4 separate regions of the Zea mays genome follow, and all the other regions are linked to region 4. A link is a contact called in public Hi-C data. All regions are on one chromosome and are shown on one strand. The core of a region is the stretch at or near the end of the contact, and the rest is flanking DNA. Distances in the headings are between cores, read along the strand shown. Region 1 holds the start of LOC103649150 (DNA glycosylase superfamily protein). Region 2 holds the start of LOC100284831 (Calmodulin-like protein). Region 3 holds the start of LOC100193730 (alpha/beta-Hydrolases superfamily protein). Region 4 holds the start of LOC103647431.

What was found. Hi-C and Micro-C count contacts between places; a contact is called where the count stands out from the background.
Region 1: a Hi-C map of ear shows a contact between it and region 4, with 5 times the contacts expected there. The contact joins the promoter of LOC103649150 here to the promoter of LOC103647431 in region 4. A contact is called at or near these places in 5 of 25 Hi-C or Micro-C datasets (bundle sheath, ear, leaf and 1 more).
Region 2: a Hi-C map of bundle sheath shows a contact between it and region 4, with 2.9 times the contacts expected there. The contact joins the promoter of LOC100284831 here to the promoter of LOC103647431 in region 4. A contact is called at or near these places in 2 of 25 Hi-C or Micro-C datasets (bundle sheath and tassel).
Region 3: a contact with region 4 is called in a Hi-C map of ear, with 2.1 times the contacts expected there. The contact joins the promoter of LOC100193730 here to the promoter of LOC103647431 in region 4. A contact is called at or near these places in 4 of 25 Hi-C or Micro-C datasets (ear, leaf and tassel).

The regions. Positions count from the first base shown.
Region 1 is chr2:186,858,693-186,861,392 of Zm-B73-REFERENCE-NAM-5.0, forward strand. It overlaps LOC103649150 (DNA glycosylase superfamily protein), which reads right to left and starts at 1,415. Exons shown (of 5, transcript XM_008673484.4): 1 at 668-1,415. The coding sequence starts at 1,238.
Region 2 is chr2:186,816,681-186,819,591 of Zm-B73-REFERENCE-NAM-5.0, forward strand. LOC100284831 (Calmodulin-like protein) reads left to right here and starts at 1,551. Exons shown (of 1, transcript NM_001157726.2): 1 at 1,551-2,381. The coding sequence starts at 1,690. The coding sequence ends at 2,232.
Region 3 is chr2:186,512,413-186,515,112 of Zm-B73-REFERENCE-NAM-5.0, forward strand. LOC100193730 (alpha/beta-Hydrolases superfamily protein) reads right to left here and starts at 1,324. Exons shown (of 4, transcript NM_001138818.1): 1 at 1,056-1,324. The coding sequence starts at 1,214.
Region 4 is chr2:186,646,562-186,649,401 of Zm-B73-REFERENCE-NAM-5.0, forward strand. LOC103647431 reads left to right here and starts at 1,370. Exons shown (of 5, transcript XM_008671972.3): 1 at 1,370-1,981; 2 at 2,087-2,840. The coding sequence starts at 1,782.

The DNA.
Region 1 (2,700 bases), core at 165-2,664, 210 kb after region 4:
TTTGTAAATCTCCAACCATAAAAAGCGAAAAAAAATGCATGACCACCGTTTCTCTAAATGTAGGCAAGCATTCCTTACTAGACCAGCCGCGTCTTCACTTCTACCTAATGGCATATACAAACTAGATACTATATTATGGTTCTTTAAGCACTAGATACACCTAAGAAACCCCTTCATACAATCCAATATATCTAAGCCTTATATTTTATTCACTAGAGCCTCTTGAGTACGACTCATTTACGTGAGTTGTATGTGTGGAACCGTATCTAGACTTAGAGAACTGTGCCAGAGACGTTCCTTTACAAGATATTGTCTCTTGTGTTTTTAATACCCTTTAAGATATGTAAGACATTTATGTGTGTTGTACATGCTCTGATCTCTCCAACCAAATTGATTGGGGGGTTGGGGGGGGGGGCTGGCACTAACTGTGTACGTATGTATATTGTTACAATTGATATCTGTTAATCTAGATGTAATAATCTAAGAATATATATGCATGATGTCTATCATGAGTTCATGACAAATTAAAGGTGAAAAGCAGTCGTCTAAAGTGTCTAGTATATATGTTGTAGGTCTTCGTATACATACGATAAGCTAGCAAATGTGTCTTGACCTTACCGAAAATAGCCATAAATAAGCTCATGAATGATTTGTTTTGACCACCTACCACTGTTAGGGGTAATCCAGGGGCACCTCGGCGGCCCCGCTGACGCCGCCGCGGTGGGTTCTCCGTTCAACAAGCCGCCTGCTACCACCGGCGGCACCGCCTGATGGTGAACAGTAGTGGCCGCTGCACCGCCGCCTGGCACGACGCCGCTACTAGCGACCTTCCTGGACGCCGACGCCGCCGCCGCCGGCCGCGCGGAGGGAGGTCCGGCAGAGCCCGCCGCCCTCCGCCGGGGAGCCCCCGCGGGCGGGCCCGCGGGGCGGCGGCCGATCCGGCCCGTGGACGCCCGGCTGCAGAATGACTCGGTGGACGCCTCCGACGCGCACGAGACGCTGAGCGAGGACGACGGGTGCACGTAGCTGCTCCCCCGCCCACCACCGGCGACTGCGGCACGGCGCAGTAGCATGGACGCCGCGGCGCCCCTGGCCGACGCCGGCGACGGCAGCAGATTCTTTCTCCTGGCCGACGCCGGCGGAGGCGGCTCCTTGTCCCTGGCTCCAGGCGGCTTCGGAGACTGAGACAGCCTCCGTGCGGCCCCGGGCACACGGGGAGCCGCCGCCGCCGACGACATGGCCCGGGGGACTGGAGCGTGCTAGCTACACTACACCTACACCTAGCCGCGCGAGAGAGTGGAGTCGTGCCCGTGCCTGTGCTCTCTCGCGCGCGTAAAGTGAGCTTGTGCCGACGCGCGCGCGCGTTGTGAGCGAAAGCGAGAGACGATCGGAAGAGCCGGAGCAGGTGATGAGCCGGTTAAGTAGATAGCGCGGTAGCGGCCGCAGCGTGTTGTAGCAGCCAGTAGCGGAGTGGCGCGCAGGGCCGCACCGCGCCGCGCGGTGGGTGGGAGGTGCAGCCGCGCAGAGGGATCGGAAAAAGGAGGGGTGATGCGGACGCGCGCGGTAGGTGCCACGTCGAAACCGTATCGTCGTCGTCGTCATGGGGAACGTAACTATACAGACGACGGACCTTTGATGCAGTAGTTAATCATGGCGATTAGCTAGTAGAGATCATATATATGCACGAAAGTGACGAGACCACGTACGCCCCATGCCATGCATGGTCGGAGCACGTCGATCTGTACCAGACGGTGGAAGCAGGGATATATAGATTTTCTGATGGATAAAATGAGATATGCATGCCCTATTGGCTTGTTTCCTTCCTGAATCCTGACCTGGCCGGTCGCTACTGCAGATCCATGGAGCTGGTGAACCCAAACAGTTTAATAATCTTATTACTTCTATTTTTAAAATAATAAATTGAATTATTTTTAATGAGTTGATATATATCTCTACTACTAATTATAAGTCTATTGTAGGCGTCCACACCCCCGGTGCACGTTCTGCCTCCAGCTCATCCCTCCTGCATCCCGCTCGCCCGCCGCATCCCTCCCGCATCCCACAGTCGCACCTTCAACGGCGGAATCCAGGCGCACCCCCGGTGCACGTTCTGCCTCCAGCTCATCCTGTTGGGGCAAAGGCAAAGGCGCCACTCTTCGCTCGAAGTCTTCGCTGCAGCAGCTGAGCTAACAGAGACAAAACAGGCAGGGACACCCTTCGCATGTACCGCACCAGACGAAGACTGGCGACGAAGGGCGTCCCACAGTGCAGCCTCGTCCAGCTCAGAGGCCCACGTGTGATCCGGCCCATCGTTACGGGCCCCGCGTGGCCGCCGTGCGTTACGGGCCTAATTTGTAAAGACATCCCTGTAATTACGGTCTGTAACCCCGCTTTATGGGAATATTCTGGGGATAATCTAGGTAGCTGAGGGCACATGCGTCCTTAGCTCAAGGCGCTGCGCGCTCAGGTACCTATAAATACCCCTGCACAGTGCCCGTGAGAGGCCGGATTAACAGAGCTTTTGCCATCTAGCGCGTGTGCCCTGTTGACACCACTGTTCACCCTTGTTGGATCCCCTCGCGACCGAGAGCAAGTTCCAACATTTGGCGTCCACCGTTCGTGCTACGAGAAAACCACCCGCGATGGCACCCAAGAGAGCTAACCCGAAGGCCGACGAGGCTGCGAAGGCAGCACTGCTCG
Region 2 (2,911 bases), core at 301-2,800, 170 kb after region 4:
CGATCCATTTAATTAAATCAACGTAAAATATTAAAAAATGGTGCACGAGGTGTGGTTTGAACCCATGCCCTGATGGAAGAACGGTGCACGAGGTGTGGTTTGAACCCATGCCCTGATGGAAGAAGGGCGGGAGACACTGGGTGAACTGTCTAACCAGTAGAACATCACGCTAAGATGTTTTTAATATTGAATATAAATTGTATATATATACGTTTTTTTGTAAAATAAAAAAAAATAATCGTGTCGAACCGGGCTAGCACTACGGGCCGAGGCTACAGCCAAACACGACATGACGTTATTTGCTCTTGCAAGCATTAGGTCGTTTCTGAGACCACATTGGCACAATGGACTACATGGTGTTTGAGGTTGCTGAATTGGATGGAGCAACGATAATTTGTCACACTAACAGCAAAATGAAAGGTTATTTGTTGGTTTTAAACGTTAGTAATTGCTACGAAGTAGCGTAATTTATATGGAGCGCATCCAGTTTTTATTGATGCCTGACTTTAGCAATCACTCCATATTTTGATTTATCTTTTTTATAAGTTTGACTTCATGGGACTTATTTTATAAATTGATCTCACAAACTTTCTCTTATTTGGTCTCTGTATGATTGAATTATGCCATTTTATAATCTCTGTTCATTCAGCGGATCATTGTGAACTCTTTTCTAATCGCTCACTTTATTGATCGTGTTGTACCAAGACATATTTGCATGGAGTTAGCAAAATCAAAAAATATATTATACAGAGAGCGGAGACAATCAATAAAAAATCTTGAATTTTTTTGATAGATAATTTACGTGTGTATTGTTGTAAGCCGTGGCAACGCACGGACAACTATATATATATATATATAAGATGATGATATTTATGTATTTCTTGATTCAAAGTCCTTTGTTCCGCTGCTAGTAGGAGAGGTAAACTAAGGCTTGGGCGTTTTTCGTGAAAAGATTTTTGGCACGAAATTTACACATCAATTCCGTCCATCCGACCGCAAAAGGGCGGTCAATCCATTGGACCACACCAATCGTCGTCCTTCGCTCCACGCCTCCACCCACGTCCGTCCAGCCGCCGTACCAAACTCCAATGAAGTGGCAAAAGCGCAACGCAGAGGGACGCTGCATCTGCGTGGAATTTCTTCGTTCCGTTCCAACTCCAAGACTGGGGGAGATCAGTGGAGACGGACGCGCCTGGGTCAACAAGTCTCCGCCCGTCGACGGCGACGTCCCATCCCATTTCCCACGCCACCGCGAACCCGCGCGGAAGACGCCGGCTCCACCCGCTCCCCCACGACCGACGCTCCGGCCCCGCGCGCTTCTACTCCTCCACCACAACGGCCTCGTCTCCTTCCGCGAAGCTGCCAGCGCGTCGCGAACCGTCTCGCTCTCTCCCGGGCCCCGGCCGCTTTCGCGTTTCCGTCAGTCAGCGCACGACAAGGCCGCCTGTGACCTGTCTCTCCAGTTCGTCTCGCCTCTCGCCTTCCGCGCCCCTCGCCTCCTCCAGTCCTCCTCCCGCAGATATATATACACGCCGCGCCCACGGATCATCATCAAGCCATCAAACGCCCAAACCCAGCGGAAGGAGGCAAAGCGAAGGAAGGAGCTCGCCGTCGCCGAACTGCAACTGCAACTGCTACAGGACCCGATTCCCAGAGACAGACACCGCTGCAATTGCAACTGCAGCTGCGATGGAGATGGCCTCTTCCTCCGCGCCGACCGCGTCCTACAACGTGTCCGTGGCACAGGCGGTGCTGACGCTCTCCATCAACGCCATCCTCCTCTGGCTCACCACCGTCATCAAGTCCTACTCCTCCTCATCCTCCTCCGCCCGCCGCCGCGACGCCGCCCCTGCCACCGCCCCGGCACCGCCGTCTCCGTCCCCGGCTAAGCCCGCTGCCGCCGCTGCCGCCGCCGTCGACTTGGACGCGGTGCTCGGGCTGATGGGCGCCGGCGCCGAGTCCGTCGGGTTCGAGGAGGCGGCCGCGCTGTTCGAGGAGGAAGAGGCGACAGTGGAGGAGGCCAGGCAGGCGTTCGCCGTCTTCGACCGCGACGGCGACGGGTTCATCGACGCCGCGGAGCTCCGGGCCGTGCTCACGTCGCTCGGGTTCGAGTCCGGCGTCTCCGCCGCCGCCGAGGCGGAGTGCCAGCGCATGATCGACGCGTATGACGAGGACAAGGACGGCAGGATCGACTTCCGCGAGTTCGTCAAGCTCATGGAAACCAGCCACTGAAACGGATACCGTTCTTTCGCAGGATCGCCGGATCAGAAGATGGTCCGGTCGCGTTTGTTCAGAAATTCTTTGTTCGTTCGTTCTTTTACCAATGTTTTTTTTTCTTGGCTGAAATTAATGGAGCCGAATGATGCATACATATAACAAAATGTGTATATATACTCCTCTCACCCACACAATGGAAAAATCTTAGGAAAAAAATTCAAACTCGTTTGAAAACATCCTAAATCAAATTATATCCCTTTCGATTTTGAACAAAATACCATGATCCAAGTACTTGTGCCGAACTGCGGAATTCAATTTGAAAAACGTTAAATCGGGATCGGAAAATTCCGCACACTAAAAATCTCTTCGGAGAAAACTTTCCACCGGTTTGGTTAGGAATTCAAAACTCTGAACTTCCTTTTGAAAAGATCTGCAAGTCAAAACTTTATTACAACTTCTTCAACTTTTGATTCTGAAAATTCACACAAATTCGGCAAAAGCTTTTAACTCTGGACCAATGAATTTTGAATTGTTTATTGACACATCATTTCCCTATACAAGCTGGAAAAACTAGTTCGTTCGGAAAAAAAATGGACAACTCAATATGTTACCATAGCCAACTCAAACAGGTTGCCATAGCATGTTGGTCATTTATGTTGGGTATATATCCTAAGACTATCTCTAATAGACTCAC
Region 3 (2,700 bases), core at 74-2,573, 130 kb before region 4:
CTATGATAAACTATGTAGGAAAAGAATTAGGACAAGTGAGAGCACTTTTGGTTCCATATGTGAGCCTTGCCTCGCCTTGACCAGCCAGAAACAGGATATAGAAACATGTTTGGTTACCTTGTCGTGTTGCCTCCATACTTGTACAAGCTAGTTTTTCTTGCTGGAGCGAGAGAGCCGAATTGGCTTGCCACAATGGGCAAGGTTAGCCTTGACTAGCAGCGAGGCCAGGCAAGCAAAGCTTACTGCACATCCAAATATGCCCCTAGTTTTCTCAGCTCCCAACCGCTCAGTTCATTACATAGGATCATACTCTACCATAACTTCTCTGTAAAATATCATTTGGCTGAGCTCCCCTGGCCCTAAGTGCTCAGTTCTTCTAAGGAATCAAAGAAATATCTGGTTAACAATCATTTATTATTACTATTAAGTTACATACATGATTAATTCAAACCAATAAGCTGATGGGGAAGGTGGCAGTTCACTTTATATTTGTACACTTCATATTTCAACACTCACCCTCTTTCCAATGATTTCCCAAAATGTGAAGAAGAGAAGATATATTACAATCACAAACCCCGACTAAGGTTAACCATGTATGATGCATGTTGCCTGCCGGTAGCGTTTCAAACCTAAAACTAACATTAAAGCGTATAATGTATTCCCTACAAGATAAGAGCTAAAGAGTTATTGCATTTTCATTTTGTGGACATGGCAATTTCTTCAGGACCTGCACCACCCACCCCCATATTTCAGCGAATGAGAATAGGGCTAGTGTATAGTATAGACTCGAAGATAACGGAAATAGCCATTATGTTACTAATTAATTAACCATAAGAAGTTCGGAATCGCAACCCCATGTGCCCTGCAATATGGGATCTCAAAGCACATCGAAGCAGTTCGCATTCCAACCAAGCGCAACGAATCTGGGCTTATTCCGCTACCTGTTCAACCGCCCAACACAGCGATCTCAGTAAGGCACTGAGTTCAACCAGACAGGCAACCGAGCCAGCGAACAGTACATTGCTAGCAAATGAGTAAGCGCTGGACGATCGCACCTTGGAGGGCAGCGGGGCGGGCTTGACCGCGAAGGCTGGAGGGGAGGCGACGGCACGGACGGCGAGGCTCCTCGCCCGCCGTTGAGGGAACACGCGGCAGGGGATCGCGACGGCCGGGAAGAGGAAGGCGGCGGCGGTGGCGGCGGCGGACGGAGGCATGGCGATGGGAGGGGGCCGCCTGGGGTAGGCGGCAGGCGGACGCAGGGTGCGAGTGTGCGAGTGGAGAGGAGGCGACGACGTGTGCAGCCGTGGACTCGGGAACTCCCCCTTGTGTGCCTGCATGAGTCTCGCTATCGCAATTCGCAAGCAGATACCTTCCAAACGAATAAACTGTTTTATAAACAAATAAACTACAACGCTTCGAAACAGTTTTTTAGAAACAAGACAAAGTTTTACAGTGTTTAAAATAGGAGATAAAAATAAATAAACTGCTGCAAATACCTTCAGACCCACCCCAGTATCGTCCTACTCCGTGCATCCTAACAGTTCTTTCCATACCACTATATTTTTACTAGGTACCTTATATCATTGTAAATATATTACTGTCTTCAACAATACACATTAAAAGTTATTGTCCGCTATAATTACCAGTTCACGTCATTCTCAGTGGTGGCGCTGAGGGTGGGGCAGAGGGGCGATCGCCCGGGCCTCTGAATTTATAGGGTCCAATTCTAGTCATGTGATCCAATAGCCCGTAAAAAAGTAATGAATATCTAAACATGTTAGAAGAAAATTTCAAGGTGATACTATAATATATATATATATATCCTTTTATTTATTTATTATTTGATATAAATATTTTTAGATGTATTTTGAGTATTTAATTAGTAACATTTATATATTAAAAATAATTTGAAGAACCTCTATTTAAAACCTTGTATCAGGCCTCTAAAATGTTAGGACCGCCACTGGTCATTCTGTAAGGCTCCAATAACGAACGCTAAAACATCCACTGAACTTCAGAGTGCACTCGTCATCCGGTAAATCTGGCAGATGAGCTTCCGCTTGATATCACTGCTCCATTTTTTTGCCTTCAGCGCGGACATAGCTTGCACATGGAGTCAACGGTGGCAGTTGGACGGTAGCGGCAGTCACGAGCGCGGGCAGAGCATGGACATTATGGGGCACCTGGGAACGGGGTGTCCAAACAAAGCTCAAGAAACTCCTTAAAACGGTCCACCGACCAAGTCTCTGTCAAGTAACCCCGGCAGAGCGGACGACCAAGTCTCTACTGAGCAACCCCACGAGGCAGAGCGGACGACCAAGTCTCTACCGAGTAACCCCGCGAGGCAGAGCGAACGACCAACCCTCTACCGAGCAACCCCGCGAGGCGGGACAAATGAGTAGGTCTCGTGCCAAGCTAACCGGCGAAAGGGAAGGGTCGACCCGATACTGCTGACCCGCATCAACATCATTGTACGACGGTTCATTTGCAATGACTTACGGTTGGTTTCTAAAAGCTCCTTCAGTGACCTACGGTTGGTCGCTTAAGATCTTTAGTGACCCATAAAGATGGATGTTGTAAGTGTCATTGCTAAGACTTTAGCGACCGATATATTTTTAGCGACCAACCATCGGTTGTTGTTATTGTTGTACATTTAGCGACCAATGATAGGTTGGTATATTATACATTTAGCAACCAACG
Region 4 (2,840 bases), core at 120-2,619:
GTTCACACAGCGCGCGTGTACTGCTGAACGATATGCATCGTGGATAGAGAATGTGCATTTTTGGCTCTCCTCGACCACGGCATGCAAATGCATGCCCTGTTGCAAGCTATGCCTCCGTGAACAATGGCCGTGGGGAGGCATCTCGCGTACGCCTCGCATGATGTGTACCCCGTATTTGGATCAGTCTTAATAGTCAGTTATTAATAGTTACCTGGTGCATCCACATCTATTCCATCTAACACTTTGTTATCTAGCTAATTATTACCTCTACGAGTTCCAAACAAACACTAAATGTAGATACAATCTCTACGTGGCTAATGTGTGGTGGGTTGCGGAGTGAGATATTTGGATTGGTGTGAAGATCAGCTCCTACTACTTTTTAACCGACGCCCAAATGAAGCTGTCTCGATAGCTCTACCCTTTAAGGGCATGCTTAGTTTGACCTCAATACACGTGGATTGGAGGGATTTTGTGAGTTTAAGATGGTGTTTAAATGCATTAGAGCTAATAGTTAGCTGGCTAAATATCGCTAGTGGAGTTGGCTAGCTAACTAATGGTTAATTTGGTAAAAATAATAAATAACAGCTAGACTATTTGGATAACTTTAGCTAATCTTAGTAGTTAGCTATAGTATATTTAAACATGTCCAAAATTCATAGTAAGTCAAAATCAGTACTAATTTTTTTTCCAATCTCATTCAATCCAAAACAAGGCCTAAATTAACTTCAGGTATTGACTAGGCTAAGGATGGCGGGCTTTTACGGGGACCTAAAGGAGGAACGAGTGAACTCCGTAGCACCCTTTTTTCTTCCAAATCCGCACGGATGCATCGTTTTAAAAAGAAGCGAAACCCACGTTCCCGCACGTATGTGACGAGAGCCAAATTCATTCATTCATTATTATTTACTCCTACGTGACAAGAATCTCTCGGCTATAAGAAAAGCAACCCATAATAAAAATGGTGGAAGGCGCCAACGGTACCACTCGTCGAGAAAAGGCAACCAAAACCAATGACGCGATGCTGAAATATATATTTTCCCCGTTGTCATCAGAAGTTTTAAATGTCTTTTAAATGTCTGTTTGGTTTGTGACTAACTAAATAATTATATCATACTTTATCTAAGATTAGTCATTTAAATTAAATAATTAACCTTAGTTACAAAGTTAGATAAAATGTATTAAGTTAGTCAGCGAACCTCTAAGTTCGTTTCTTGTGCCGTGCAAATCCACCAAAGTGGCATACAACGAAAAGGAAGGCGACGGGGTCGTTTGGGGTTAGGACGGCTGGACGGGGACGGCACCGCGCCAGCGTTCGGGTCGGAGTTTGTTAACTTGGCCGAGTTAACCTAACCCACCCGCGACACCAAAGTGGCATACAACGAAAAGGAGTCAGTTTGATCTGGGTCGGGCGGGGTCCGTCCGGCGAGCGCGGTCGCACGCCTTCGTCTGTGTAGTGGTTCGGCCCGGCGCGTGCGCGTCACGTCGAATGTGTAGGTGGCAAACCCCTGTAGCGCGACGCGGTCTTTCTTTTGAAGCCAGAGCCTCCCCAGGCACCCAGTCGCTACTCTATCTCTCTTCTTTCTCCTCTCGTCTCCACTCTCCACTGCCCGCTCGATACGGGCGGGCACGACTGGTGCCAAGTTGTTTTCTTCGCCCTCCCCCCTTCCGCGGCGCGTTGTAGAAAGCGAGCGGGGGGTAGTAGGATCCATCGGTAGGTCGTCCCATCCCGTCGCACCGCCCGCTACATACGCCGCGGCGGGTACCTTGCTTCCGTTCATGGCATGTTTGTCTCGGACGGTGGGTTAGCCATGGACGCCGGAGGCCGTGCGGGCGTGAGCGGCCCCGCCGCGGCGAACGGCTCGTTCGGACTCGTCCGCACCGTGGTGGGGTACTCCACCTCGCCCCTCTTCTTCTGGCTCCTCACCGTCGCGCTCGTCGCCGCCATCCACATCGTCTCCGGCTCGTCCTCCAAGCCTGCCAGGTACAACTCAAAAACTTTCATGAACCCTGGATTCTGATCGGCCGTGCGGATCGCCGCGCTCGTTGGCACACGACGGACTGATTGGGGGTCTTGTCTCCCTTGCAGGAACAATGAGACGGAGGAGAGGAAGAAGGCGCGCCGCGATAGGTTCCTCCCGGCCGCCGAGGAACGGGAGGCGTCGGGCAGGGGAGATGACCGGGTTCTGGAGATGATGCGCAGTTTCAGCTTCATGCAGGCGACCGAGGAGGATTTCATGGAGGGCATGACCGCATACGAGCACAACGGCGTTGGCGACGGCACAGCGCACGGGCCTGTCGCGCCGGAGCCGCCTGCGCTGACGGCGACTAGCCTCAGCTTCAGGTTTCAGCACCAGATGCCCGAAGTTCCAACGGAGACGGCGCTGGTTTCGAGAGAATTCACTGCGGCAAGACAAGAGACGGCGGTAGTTTCGAGAGAACTGACAGCAGCGAGAGACGATGATGGACGACAACGAGAGGAAGAGAAGGAACCACACTTTCCTTTGGAACCATTCGCTCCGTTGCAGACGGCGGCAGACATGCAAGAACACCGGCACGACGAAGCAGAGGAAACAGAGTTCCTGGCGGAGGAGCCGGCAGAAGAGCGGAGCGGAGAGGTTGCGCAGGAGGAGGCAGCGCCACCCAAGACCGTCGCGGCCACGCACAACTATCAGTTCCTGACTGAGCGCGACTTCCGGGGGTTCGTCAGGGAGCCGGAGGCCGTGACGGTGCGCGTCCAGGAATCTTTCGTGCCGTCGCCGCCTCCGGCGCACCAGCCCGAGGAGCGACGGGTGGTCGACGTCTCCTCCCGCAGCGGCCGGTTCCTCACGGCGAGGGACTTC